3 separate regions of the Mus musculus genome follow, and all the other regions are linked to region 3. The links are chromatin contacts, called in public HiCAR-type and promoter capture Hi-C maps. All regions are on one chromosome and are shown on one strand. The core of a region is the stretch at or near the end of the contact, and the rest is flanking DNA. Distances in the headings are between cores, read along the strand shown. Region 1 has its middle 310 kb from the start of Kcnq5. Region 2 holds the start of Tfap2b (transcription factor AP-2 beta). Region 3 holds the start of Mcm3 (minichromosome maintenance complex component 3).

Region 1 (4,409 bases), core at 361-2,860, 1.4 Mb after region 3:
TGTTACAAATATCTTTTAAAAATTAAAAAGCTCCTTAAAACACTCCTCAGAACTGGGCATATATATCTCAGTGGAAGAGCACTTGTTTAGTATGGGTAAGCTCTTGACTAGATCTCCATCCCCTAAGGGAATCAAACAGAATTTCCAAACTACCATTTTTACAACAATAGCATCCATATTTAATGGTAATGGTATTGGTAATAAAAGTGATAACAGTGCCCTAAGCACTTATCGTACATTGGGAATTTTGCTAAGCACATCTGCATATATTGTCTAATTATCACATTGTTTTTTGAAAATCATATAATTCACCTGAGTTAGAGATAAAGTTTTTAAACCACTTGAAAATTCCTCCAGTGCTTGTCAACATTGGAACTTGTTTCACCCCTAGCATATCTTGTCTATTCTATTCTGTTGGCATCCTTTTGCACACACACTACTGGGTCCCACTGTATTCCAACCAATGTGGAATCTAACTTCATTTCCTCTCATCAAGGATGGTTTAATCACCATGAGAGGTCTGTGTCCTTCTTATCCTGAGAATACTCTATACAAGACTCTACAACATCTATCACACGTCTCTAGAACACTGACACACTGACAGAGTTATGTGGGGAAATCTGACTGGCTCAGTCTGGACATCTCCTGGACCTGCTTATCCTTTCTTGGGTTGAGTTTTTTTCTCCGTGTGAATAGCACCACCTGTCTTCTAGGGGTAGAGGCAACATTAAAGCTTGGTGCATTAACTATATAAATGACTTGCAACTAGGCAAGGTCTTCAAGGAGACGATTACAATGTCCTTTCCTAGAGGTAGTTCAGGCTATGTCTTCCTCATTCCCTCAGCCTTTATCTCAAGAGAACAGATTACTCAAATAATTATTGAAAACGCTCCTTGTCCAGCACTGTGCTGGCCACTTTCAAAAGCTAAAATAAACATAATCCTTGATGTCAAGAAAATTATTTGGCCAGCAAAAACAATAGGCGTGAACAAAAATAATAGGCATTCCCCAAATAATAACAATAGAATGTGATAATAAAAGTCGTGGGTGCCATCCCAGGGAGCAGAGAGGAAGAACTCCATCCAGGAGCAGTCAAGACAAGTTTACAGATGTGCAGTGAACCACAACAACAACAACAACAACAACAACAAAAAGTAAGATTCTTGAATCTTCCACATACATTCCCCTAGTGGAAAAGATGGCAAGGCAGCCTTTCTTCTGGTCCTTAATGAACAAAGCAAGCAGAGGGCAGGAAACTTCTGAGTATCACCTACTCACTGCACTTTCACATTTGCTTGCAGGAAGACTAGAAAGACTTCTGTGACCAACTAAGGAAGGCAACGGTTCCTTGTGGGGCTCACGTGTTCTTGCTCATGGTTTATAAGCCCCATTTATTGATCCAGAGAAGGCAACAACTTTCTGGACTAGGAACTGACAACCAGATGAGATCTGAGGGAGAAGAGAGTCGCGATCCCTTCTTGTAACGATCATTTGCCTTTGCTCTGGTCACTAAAAGTGTGTCTTGCATGCGGTATTAGGCTTTAAGCTTCACCAATCAACCAAGAATCCACAGTCCCAGTCGTTCATTCCTGATGCAGTTTCCTTGGCAACCATGGCCCTGCCAGAAAGCTCACCAACCCACAGTGAGACTGTGTGAAGCCCAGCAGCTCTGTCAGGAACTCTCAGCTTTTAAATAATAGGAGACCACACTGAGATACTTTCTTGCTCAAACGCCAACCTGGATGCCATCATTCTGTATTTGTGGTGCGCCTTTCATCTGGGCAGTTCAAAGCAGGACTGGGTCGGACCTTATGGAGATGAACGTTATAGTTAGTCACACGTTCTGGAAAGGAACCAGAAACGAGGTGTGAGGGAAATCAAAGGACTCTGTAGCCGAGTGCTGACTTCGCCCCTTCCTTTCTTTTGCTTTCTCCCTTCCTTTTATGTCTTCCTAATGTTCGTCCCCATTTCCTTTACTCCTATTATATATTTCTTAAGTGATATCCCTGGCACTCCCTTGCAGTCAATCTTTACAGTTGCCTCTAGAAAGACCAAACTCGAAGGCTGGACTTGAGATCGCCCACTCTGTAGGTTCCTCCATTGACTTTGCTGTCACCTGAGCTAAACATGACTAGTGTCCATGTCAGATGCTGCTACTGCAGGTTTCATTCAGATCATCTGAGTCACTCTTTTCTTTCCTTGCCTCAATTGATGATCTTGGAGGGAGTCCCTAAAGAGCCCTCAATATCAGAGAAGACAAGAAGAGTCCCTGTACAAAAATTAAAACGTTCCAACAAAATCACTTAGGGCAGAGTTCTCCCAAGATTAGTGTCCAGATACCTCCCCAGGGATGACATTATAAGACGCCTTTGATTCAGTTTTGGATGGAATCTGAGGTTCCACATCTCCAACAAGCTCTCAAGTCACACTGCTCCTAGTGGTTGGGTTAGAAGACCAGCCTTTGAGGAAGGAAGGGCTCTGGCTCTGTGTCTGCATCTATACTGTTCCTCTGTGGGCTGTTAGGATGAGAGTGGGAAACACAGGTCCCGTTCTTATACCGTTTTGTATAATCAAGAATGCTTCATGTATTCCTTTGAGACATGCAAGGTAGTCAGTATTATTGTCTGTGTTTTCTGTTCAATATCAGAAAATAGTGAGATTTCACAACCAGTTGTTTATACCCGTCACAAAAAGATTAATTTAGGAGTTGAGAGATACTAGCGTCTTATAGAGGACCTTTAAGTGCCACATCAGATGGCTCATGATCACTTGTCATTCCAACTCCGGTGTATCTCATGCCCTCTTCTGGCCTCTTGGGCACTCACGTGCATGTCACCAAACACAGACATGCATGTATATAGGTAATGTTAAAATGAATAATACATTTTTAAAAAAGAAAAACCCAACTTGAACGTTTTGTTGTTATTGTAAAAAGTATAAATTGTTGCAGTGGCTGTTAAAACGCATCTAGCAAGTTGTTTCAAGGACTCACAGAAAGGTTTTCAGAGACATTTTGAAGGTCTTGTTGTTGTTATTTCTTGGCTTCTTTTTGCTTTTTTGTTTTTGTTCATTTGTTGATGGGAAGCTCCCAGATTCATAGTTAATGGAACTTTACTGATTCAGTGGCTATGGTCTGGCTTCTCTCCAGACTGACTTAGTTACTCGTGGTAATGAGACTGGGAAGATACCAGACGCGAATCGGCTTCCACCTGAACCTGAATGGAAATGACCTCATTTACCTGAACCACAGGCATGCCGGGAACGTGAGAATGTACCTGTGTTTGCAACTCTTTGTAATAGTTAATATCCTTAGAAGAGGTCTTGCCACACCCAAACTCCAATGACAGCCTCAGGGATCTAGGGTAGAAGGGCAAAGGAATGTGGTGACAGAGACTGCCACCTTCCAAAGGCCACCTGGAGCTTCAGAAACTAGGAAGGTTATGAAAAGATTCTTCCTATATTCTAAGGCTACTCAATCCCTCTGAGTTACCATGGCTTTGTGTTTCTGACCTCTCGGGGCTTACACACAACTCTTGTTATTTTATGTCACCCACTTTGTGGTAATTTGTTGTGGTAGACCTAGGAGCCTTCACAATTTCCCAACGTTTAACATAGTCTAGCTTTGTATGTTTCCCCCCCCCCCCCCCCCCGGCTCTTCAAGCTTCCAGATGTTTAACCCAGCCTGGCTTTGAATGTTTTCCCGTGTGCCTCAGAGCTCCCGATGCCTAGCTTCTGTTGTCTGGTCTGGGCACTTAGGGGTTGCTTGTAACGTGATCCTGAGCATCAACCAACTCCGTATTGAGTAAGTGATTCTCCGGCCAGACTCATTAAGGAAAATCACACGAACTTACTGCAATTTGAAAGCTTTAAGAGTAAAACTCCGTATTACAAAAGAAGGCATCGTACGTAATTCTTTAATGAGAAAGAATGATAAGGATGTGGACATTTTTGAAATTTTAAGACAGTTAAAGTTCCAAAGCAGATGTGTTTATGTAATGGTAAAGACAGTTTCCGAGGTTTGGCCTCAAACTTTCAAGTTTGGTCCATTCTGCTGTAATTGCTCTTGAGATTTTTATGGCAATGGTACTGTGAAGGGTATCCAAGCTGCATGAAGCGCTGCTGCCATCTTGTGGCTGAAATGCCCCACTACATTTGTTTTCTACTTGGGCAAGACAGAGTTCAGAGTGGAAGTCAGGTTTTAATATTGAACTTGTGTCCTTCAGCTGGTGTGGCAGAGTATGACAGCACATGCTCTCTTTTCTTTTTTATTCGACAAGGGAGGAGAACAATATAATACAGCTGCCAATAATCGGTGGCAATTCACAAATACCACTCTCTCCGAAGATGAGAGCACACTGGGAATTTCAATTTGAGTTGTAGTCCCTGCTCAATCTGTGTGTGCGTGGTCT
Region 2 (3,909 bases), core at 653-3,152, 1.6 Mb before region 3:
ATCTTGTTAATAAGTTTGTGCCTGGGGAATTTTAATTTCCAAATCTATAACGTCTATCTTTCAAATTATCAAGTAGAGGATGACTTAGTGAAAGAGTGTGGAATCCACTTTAAGTCCTTCCACACAACGACATTAAGAGGAACGATTTCCTGTCTCCCAACCATCTCTGGTGGCGAAAGGGAGACATATCTGCTGACGCTGGAAGACTAGCCTTGTTCTGTGTAGTTTAAGAATATTTTCTTTTTAGTAGAGGGAAGAGGGGAAGGAAAGAAGAAGGAAGGGGGAAGGAAGGAAAGACTAGAAGGAGAAGATCTAAAGAGAAAGAAGGAAAGAAGGGAGGGAGGGAGGGAGAAGGGAAGGAGGGGTTAGAAGAAGGAGGAAAAGAAAAGGAAGAAAAGAAATCCAACAGGGAATAGAGAAAAAGATGTGTTTCTCAAGTTCTGCCTGAAGCACCCTGCATTTCCTTCATTTGACTTACAGTAAATTAATAATAATAACAGTAACAATAATAGATCTACAGGACTGTTCATTGCGAGGTAGGAGTCCTCAGCTTGGCTGTTAGGAACCGCTGTCTTCCTCCTAGTCTATCTGAAGCCTTCTCCTACTCACGGAGCCTCCGACCCTGCCGGAGCTCTAGAATGCACTGGAGTTTAAAGACAATCTCCCTTTACAGATTCACCCTCATCAGGTTTAATAACTTCCACCCCAAATTACCCCAACCCTCCTCATTCCCTCCTGTCATTTATTTTCTGCCCCAGGGGCCAAGATCTTCTTCAGTGCCTCCCTACTGACTCCAGGGAACCCTCCGAGAACCCAGAAAGGGTGGAAAGATGGGGAGGAGAGGGAGCTAGTGAATATAGAATTCCTCATGAAATTAAAAAAAAGAAAATCCTGTGCCTTACAGGGTGCCCACTTGAGGGTAGGTTAGTGGTTAAACTTTGTACTTGTTGTTATTTATGCTTTGAAAATATTTTTTAAAAAACTAAACTTCAAAAAGCACATATTCAAAAGAAAATCTACCCCAATGCAAAATGGCCAAACAATATTTGCTCTTGTACATCTTAAAACATTTCCCACTGTTTCCTTAAACAGTACAAAGCTTAAACCTTCTCAAAGATTTGGGTGTTCTTGTCTCAAGTCTATCAGATTAAAATCACAAATTACAGGCAATAAACCCAAATACAAAATGTTCTATACCCCTGTTAAAGGTCTCAAGATTAACATTGTGTGCTTTGTTGTTTCCAACATGTAAAGGAAGAGAAAAAACTTAATAAAATGGAGACTCCAGGCAAACAGAAAGACACCAAGGAACCACTAAAAATATAGAACAATCCCTAAAGCAACAAGCAATATAGATTGTAGGGTCCACAAGATATTCAAGTTTCCAAATGTGTTAGACACAATGAGCAAAATATCAGAAACCATTGTGGTAAATAGTGGTGTTATTCTTGTTCCACAATGATACTTTTATAAGGTTGCATCAATAGAGAAATATAACTCAAAGTCAAAAATCTAGTGGTGTTTTTTTAATGCTCCCCTAAATATACAAGAATAGGAAAACTGTCTTTAAAATCTCAGTAATGGTTCTCCTAAAAGAAAAAAAAAAAAAACTATGTAGAAAATTTGGGGACTGATGTGCGTGGTTTCTCATTGTCAATTATTAAAACACTTTAGTTAGTGGCTGCATTGATTCGCCATTTTCAAAACAGATTTTTAATGTATCTATTTATATTTCTCGTTTTGAACCACTATATTCCCTTTAAATGCACGGTTAGTCTGTGGATTCTGTGACCCAGAGGTGTTTATGTAACTAATGTGACTATCTGCGTGTAAATTCATGTTTATGATTTTTTATAATATATATGTGTGCATGTGCGTGTGTGTGTGTGTGCGCGCGCGCGCGCGCATGTGTGTGTGTGTGTGTGTGTGTGTGTGTGTGTGTGTGTGTATGCGTGCGCGTTGTATCTAAGTCCTGTGTGCAATAATGTTTTTCTGTCTGCTGAGGCTTACTTCTCCAGCCTATTGTTTGAGACAACAGATATAAGTTGCGATGGGAGAGGAGCGTCGGATTTGGTGTGTATCCCCCATTTCCAATTATAGATGGATCATTACAGACAGCGGAGTCCTGAGAAACCAGACATCTGCTCCTCACATGAATGCACTCACCTCCTAGAGACCAGGCTGCGATCATGCTCTGGAAACTCGTGGAGAATGTCAAGTACGAAGACATCTATGAGGTGAGCGGACACCCCAGATGCATTTTAGAGCTTTGGAGATAGAAAACTGGAGCTTCTTTGACACCCCAGCTGATATATTTTAAGCTATTTACTCGTAGATTTCTGATCGGGTTTCTGAGGTTTCTTTAAGTTTTCTAAGGCTGGCTCTGGGAGACTTTGCTCTCCAGAAAGGGAACTTTTAAGGTTGGAATGTGAGAAGTTTAATTTAGGAGCTATTTTCTTTTCCTTTTTGTTTTTCTTTCTCTCCGGCTCTCTCCTTCCCCTTGTAGACTCTGGTAGGTAACGTGGAGCCAGGAATTCAGGCAAACAGTGAGGGAAAAACAGTCTCTCCTCATTTTGAGTACGGGACAGAATCGGGTTTTTAAGCCTCACGCCGACTGGGACTTTAATTTTTGCTTTTTAAACTTTTAATATTTTTTTTTAAATCGGTAACCAACGTACGCAGGTAGAGGGTAGATATCTAGGGAGAGCGAGGGGAAAGGAGGGATGTATGAACAAATCCAGTACCGTATGGGAGAGAGCGCGGTTTGTTATTTTTGTTTTGTCGTATTTTGATTCTTTGCGGGTCAGTGGTTCCAAGCAGAGATGGCAGCCGCCAGCGTGTGGGCATTTTTAACGAAGCCTGCCCACACTTCGTGCTACCCGCTACCGGTCCCCAGGCAAGCGCATCCCTCCCGTGCTTTTCCCTCCGCCTTGTCGGACGCCACCGAGAGCTTCCGGAGTCCGCGTCGAGCGAGGCTGTCCGGCTGCCCTTCCAGCTGGCGGGCGAGGGGAAGCGGCCCGGCTGGGGACAGATGAGGGATCCCGCGCCACAACCCGGGAGCTGGGGAGCTGAGCTCAAGAGGAAAGGAAAGTAAGGCTCAAGGGGACGTCGAGAGAGGGAAGGCAGACTCCGAAGCTCCAAGATATCTGAGGATCGGGATTAAAAAAAAAAAAAAAAAAAAAAAGCGAAAGGGGTTTAGCGAAGAGGGAAGCAGAGGCGGGGGAAGAAAAGTTGGAAAGCTACCCGCAGCAGCACAGCAGCACGAGGCTGGGCCACCGGGCAGAGGTGGACAACCCAGACTCAGTAACCGGTTCTGAAAGAAATCTGAACCGTGAGCCTTGTAGGTGTTGGGACAGCACCGCGGTGTTAGCCTTGCTCAGCTAAGAAGAGTCCGGAGGCAGGCGCTAGCTCTGTCCCTACCGCTCTTAACTGGGTCCGGTGTGTGGCCGCGACTCCTCAGGTTTTCTGGGTAGAGCGGCTAGAGCCAGTGGCCAGGGTCCCCCAGATCTGCCATTCTTACGACCTCATTTAGAGGTAAATGAGAAAGTGAGAAAGGTAGAAGAAAAGGAAGTCAAGAAGAAAATGAGAGACAGGAAAGAGGAGGGAGAGAGAGAGAGAGAGAGAGAGAGAGAGAGAGAGAGAGAGAGAGAGAGAGAGAGAGAGTTCTTCTTTCTCGGGTGACCTCAGGTTTCGCCTTCCTCTTTGTGGTAGTGTACTGAGGAACCGCGCCTCCCCGCCTGGTGGGATTCAGCGTCCTTTTATTCCTAACAGGCGGGATTATGTTCAACTCCAGGGCGTTGAACTATCCTAAAGAGAACGTCGCCCATAGTAAACATAGCACTGGCGGAGCTAGAGCCGCGGTGGAAATAGCTCTGGGTATATACATAGAGGAATTATCCTAATCAGTGT
Region 3 (4,149 bases), core at 785-3,284:
GAGGATCACCTCTGAGTCCAAAGCTAGGCTACAGAGTAAGATTCCTTCAAGAGCAACAGCCAAAAGAACAAGCAAGCAGATGGGTACACAGTGACAAGCTGTAAACACTGGTAGAAAGGGGTATCGTCGAGTGAGAGTAAGCCTGTCCTGAATCTAAGGGATTCCAGTAATATTAGAAGGTCAGAAGGCAGGCAAGCTCAGCAGTGGGGTCTACAACTGCATCAAGAACTTGGGGGTACTTAAGGACATATTACATAAAGGCTGGGTGGTCAGTTCTGTGTTCTTGCCCTCTGGTGTAACGTACTTCTGTCTTTCAGCGGAAAAATGTTCTTTCCTACATTATAAAACAGGTGTATGCCTTTCTGGACAAGGAGAACACACCTGCTGTCTCTATCAATAGAGCATTAAGGACCACTGAGCATTCAATTTATAAAGGGGTTACTGATCGTGGGGGTGGGGGAGGGTTCTATTTATACCATGGGAGGTCAGCATAAAGGTATTCAAAAGTCCTAAGCAGGGACTTGGGAGCTACTTAAAGCCTACACCAGCAAAGATGACACTAGCCACTATGTCACTTACACATGAGGATGCCAGCATGTTGATATATGTCTCAACGGTGCCCAGGAAGTAGACAGCTGCAGACAACCCTTTCCTCCTGTCCAGCATGCCCTATCACATACTATCATGATCATTAACAGTTCTCCTATATGCTTACATTTTAATTGGGAATTAGAATGGCCTAAGTCTTAAAGACTTAGTAAAAACAAACAAAAAAACTTGCAATATGAAAATTTAACTTTAAAATCTGGATGTTAGCACACCTGACTGTAGACATATTTCAAAATCATGATGTATATTTGAAATGTAATTTAAATACTCTTAAAATTCAAATTTAAATTGCTTTTCATTGATCAACAAACTTCCAGGGCTCATCAACATCCTATAGCTTTAAATTTTGGATTACACTTAAACCCATTTTACCTGCATACAAAACACTTGATTCACTAAAAAGAGAGCTGTCATAAATTGTTAGTCTCGCTCCTACCCTCACCAGCATCAGGCCAGTCATTAAATCTGAGGGCTCTGAGCCAGTTACATTAGCTTTTCCAAAGAAGAGCCTGTTTACACCTGACCAGTCTCCTTGCAAGTTGTGTGGGGTTTGGGGGGAACACATGAATTTAGAGACAAACTAAATTACTTTGGAGAAAACCCTAGTAACTCATGAAGATATACAGGAGCAAGAAAATGACAAGAGGAGATAATGAGAAAATGAAAATGATCAAAATACATTATGTGCTTATGAAGTTTCATAATGTAACCCGTATGTATAGTTAACATATCCTAATGTAAGAGGTTTCAAGAAAAATAGGCTGCTCAGAGGAAGACGGCAAGCACAAGGCCTGGGTACCATGTCAAGTAGGCTATGGGGATCAGTAGCAGTAATTATAAGAGGGAGTGATAAGAAAGAAATATGACCAAAATACATTATGTGTTTATGAAATTTCATAACGAAACTAATACATGAAAAGAATGTAACTTTTAAAATCTGGAGGTACATCTTTAGGAGAGAAAAAAAGATAACAGGAAGTTGCAGAGAAAAGAAGTTATCAGCGGCCCTGGTCCTCCGCGGGGTCCCCAGCACCGTGCCCGGTCACCCGCGGGAACCCCCTCAGCCGTGCCCGGTCACCCGCGGGACCCCAGCACCGTGCCCAGTCACCCGCGGGGACCACATCAGCCGTGCCCGGTCACCCGCGGGAACCCCATCAGCCGTGCCCGGTCACCCGCGGGAACCCCCTCAGCCGTGCCCGGTCACCCGCGGGACCCCAGCACCGGGCTCGCGGCCCGAGCCTCACCTCGTCATCCAGGAAGTCCAAGTAGTCTCTCTGCGCTTCCCGCAGCTCCACATCATCCAGCACTACTGTGCCCGCCATGTCGCAGCTCCGAAATCGCCGGCCACCAAACAGTCCGGAAACGCGTGACACCGCCTTGGCGCCAAAACTTCCCAAGTTTTCCCGCCACGGAAGTTTATGGTGGAGGAAGCATGGAGCAGAGACGCGTTATGATTGGCTAACCACTTCAATAGCCTTTCATTCCGTGCCTGGATTGGAGAGAAATGGTCACTTTCTCCGCCCTAATAGGAAGTCTGACCAATGGTACAGAGAGGACGCTCAAAACCCACCCCCTGGAAATTGAGCAACAGGAAGGCTAGGAAGCACTGCATTCTGGGAGTTGTGGTCCTTCCCACCTCACCCCCTGTTTTTCTTTTCTTTTTTTTTTTTCTTTGCCTGTAGGAAGTTTTGTCAAATCGGAAGTTAGGATTTACTGAGGGGGGAGGTCTAAGTTTGCACCCCATATGCACAGGTACAAATGAAGGCCAAAGGTTGATATCCGGTGTCTTCCTCAATCTTTCTCCACCTTGTATTTTTGAAAGACGAACAGGATACCCACTGACCCATCTCTTTAGCCTCCATATTATTGATTCTAACACACTTTGTCTTCTAGCCTTCATTTCCTCCTATACAAAATGAGGAATCTGAATTCAAAATTCTCCAGTAAGCCATCACTAGTATTCCAAGAGCAAGTTAGAAATGGTGTAAAGACAAATTTTATTCACGGAATCATGCTATTGCCTTTAACACAGCCTTGATTTGCTGTATCTTGATCTGTAACCTTGAAGACACAGAGATATATAATTCGTATTTCTCCCCACTTTCACAAGGTCATGAGATAGATAAGCAGAAAATCAGATTGTTAAAAAAAAAAAAAGCATAGTTAGTATATCTAAGGGTTCCACTGCTGTTCACATGCTTGCTTTGCTTGCTATCTGTTGGCTTTCTGCCTTAGGCACTAATGGGCCAAGGCTGATTTACAAGGTGAAATAATTGCTAAGAGGCTGCCTGGAAAGCAGCATGCAGAAACAGTCAAAATCAAGGCATTGCAAAGTATACAAAGTACTTCCTTTTTTTCTGTCTCCAGCCCAAAGAAAACACTTGGAGTGGGCGACCCTGAAGTGGAGAACAGATGAGTTATGGGTACCGGATGCCGCTTCCAAGATGATGCCCACCATGTTATCCTGTTGAAAGAGGGGACTGATAGCTCTCAAGGCATTCCTCAACTCATGAGTAACAGCTCGTGAGTAACATTGTCTGTGTTTGCCAAGTGATTGCTGGGGCTATAAGACCACCCTGGGTCCTCATGGCAACTTATTGTGGATGGCCAAGGCAAAACAACAATTTCTACTTCTGAAACTCCTCGATGGTGGACATCCTGCAGCAAAGACTTTAGTGGACATTGCCGGATCCGAAGACACTGACACTAGTGATGGCACCACCGTGGTGATCCTGCTGGCTGAGGAGTTTCTGAAGCAGGTGAAGTCCTGTGTGAAGGAAGGGTTATGCCCTCAGATCATCATCTGAGCTTTCTGCACAGCCACCCAAAATCAAAGAGATAGCTGTGACTATAAAGAAGCAAGATAAAGTAGAAGAGAGGAAGATGCTAGGGAAGTGTGCAGTGACAGCCCTGAGCTCCAAGCCCTGAGCTCCAAGCTGATCTCCCAGCAGAAGGCCTTCTTTGCCAAGGTGGTGGCTGATGCTGTGATGATGCTCAATGAGTTGTTGTAGCTTAAAATGACTGACACCAAGAAGGTGCAGGGTGGAGCCCTAGAGGAGTCTCAGTTGGTGCCTAGTGTCGCGTTCAAGAACACGTTCTCGTAGTCTGGGTTTGAAATGCAGCCCAAGAATTATGAGAATCCCACAATTGCCTTCTCAAATGTTGAGCTCAAGCTGAAAGCAGAGAAAGATAATGCTGAAATCAGAGTTCACACGCACCAGGCAATTCTTGATGCCAAGCGGAACATTCTTTATGACAAGTTAGTCATAGTCGGGAGCCAAAGTCGTGTTCTCTAAACCCCCTATTGCGGATGTGGCCACCCAGTACTTTGCTGATAGGAACATGTTCTGTGCTGGCCACTGGCCTGAGGAGGATCTGAAAAGGACAATGATGGCCTGTGGAGGCTCAACCCAGACCAATGGGAATGCTCTGATTCCAGATGTGCTGGGCCACAGCCAGGTGTTTAAAGAGACCCAAATTAGAGGCAAGAGGTGCAATTTCTTCACTGGTTTCCCTAAGGCCAAGACATGTACCACCATC

The links. Promoter capture Hi-C pulls out the DNA fragments that hold promoters and counts their contacts. HiCAR-type assays count read pairs that join an accessible place to other places.
Region 1: a promoter capture Hi-C map of hippocampal neurons shows a contact between it and region 3, with 5 times the contacts expected there. The contact joins the enhancer-like site here to the promoter of Mcm3 in region 3. A contact is called at or near these places in 7 of 39 promoter capture datasets (the 3T3-L1 cell line, the C10 cell line, cranial neural crest and 3 more), 1 of 484 Hi-C or Micro-C datasets (cerebral cortex) and 1 of 115 datasets of contacts at active chromatin or transcription factors (astrocytes).
Region 2: a contact with region 3 is called in a HiCAR-type map of astrocytes, with 5 times the contacts expected there. The contact joins the promoter of Tfap2b here to the promoter of Mcm3 in region 3. A contact is called at or near these places in 5 of 39 promoter capture datasets (cranial neural crest, embryonic stem cells, hippocampal neurons and 2 more) and 1 of 115 datasets of contacts at active chromatin or transcription factors (astrocytes).

What each region holds. Positions count from the first base shown.
Region 1 is chr1:22,265,046-22,269,454 of GRCm38.p6, forward strand. No RefSeq gene overlaps it. Among named protein-coding and RNA genes, the nearest start is that of Kcnq5, 310 kb to the left of the region's middle. Within about 2 kb of position 1,611, at least 23 of the 459 cell types and tissues checked have an H3K27ac peak or open chromatin away from gene starts, as enhancers often do. A contact at or near this core is called in hippocampal neurons, where this site is marked.
Region 2 is chr1:19,207,012-19,210,920 of GRCm38.p6, forward strand. Tfap2b (transcription factor AP-2 beta) reads left to right here and starts at 1,903. Exons shown (of 7, transcript NM_009334.3): 1 at 1,903-2,237. The coding sequence starts at 2,157.
Region 3 is chr1:20,818,278-20,822,426 of GRCm38.p6, forward strand. It overlaps Mcm3 (minichromosome maintenance complex component 3), which reads right to left and starts at 2,035. Exons shown (of 17, transcript NM_008563.3): 1 at 1,854-2,035. The coding sequence starts at 1,931. It also overlaps the pseudogene Gm20587.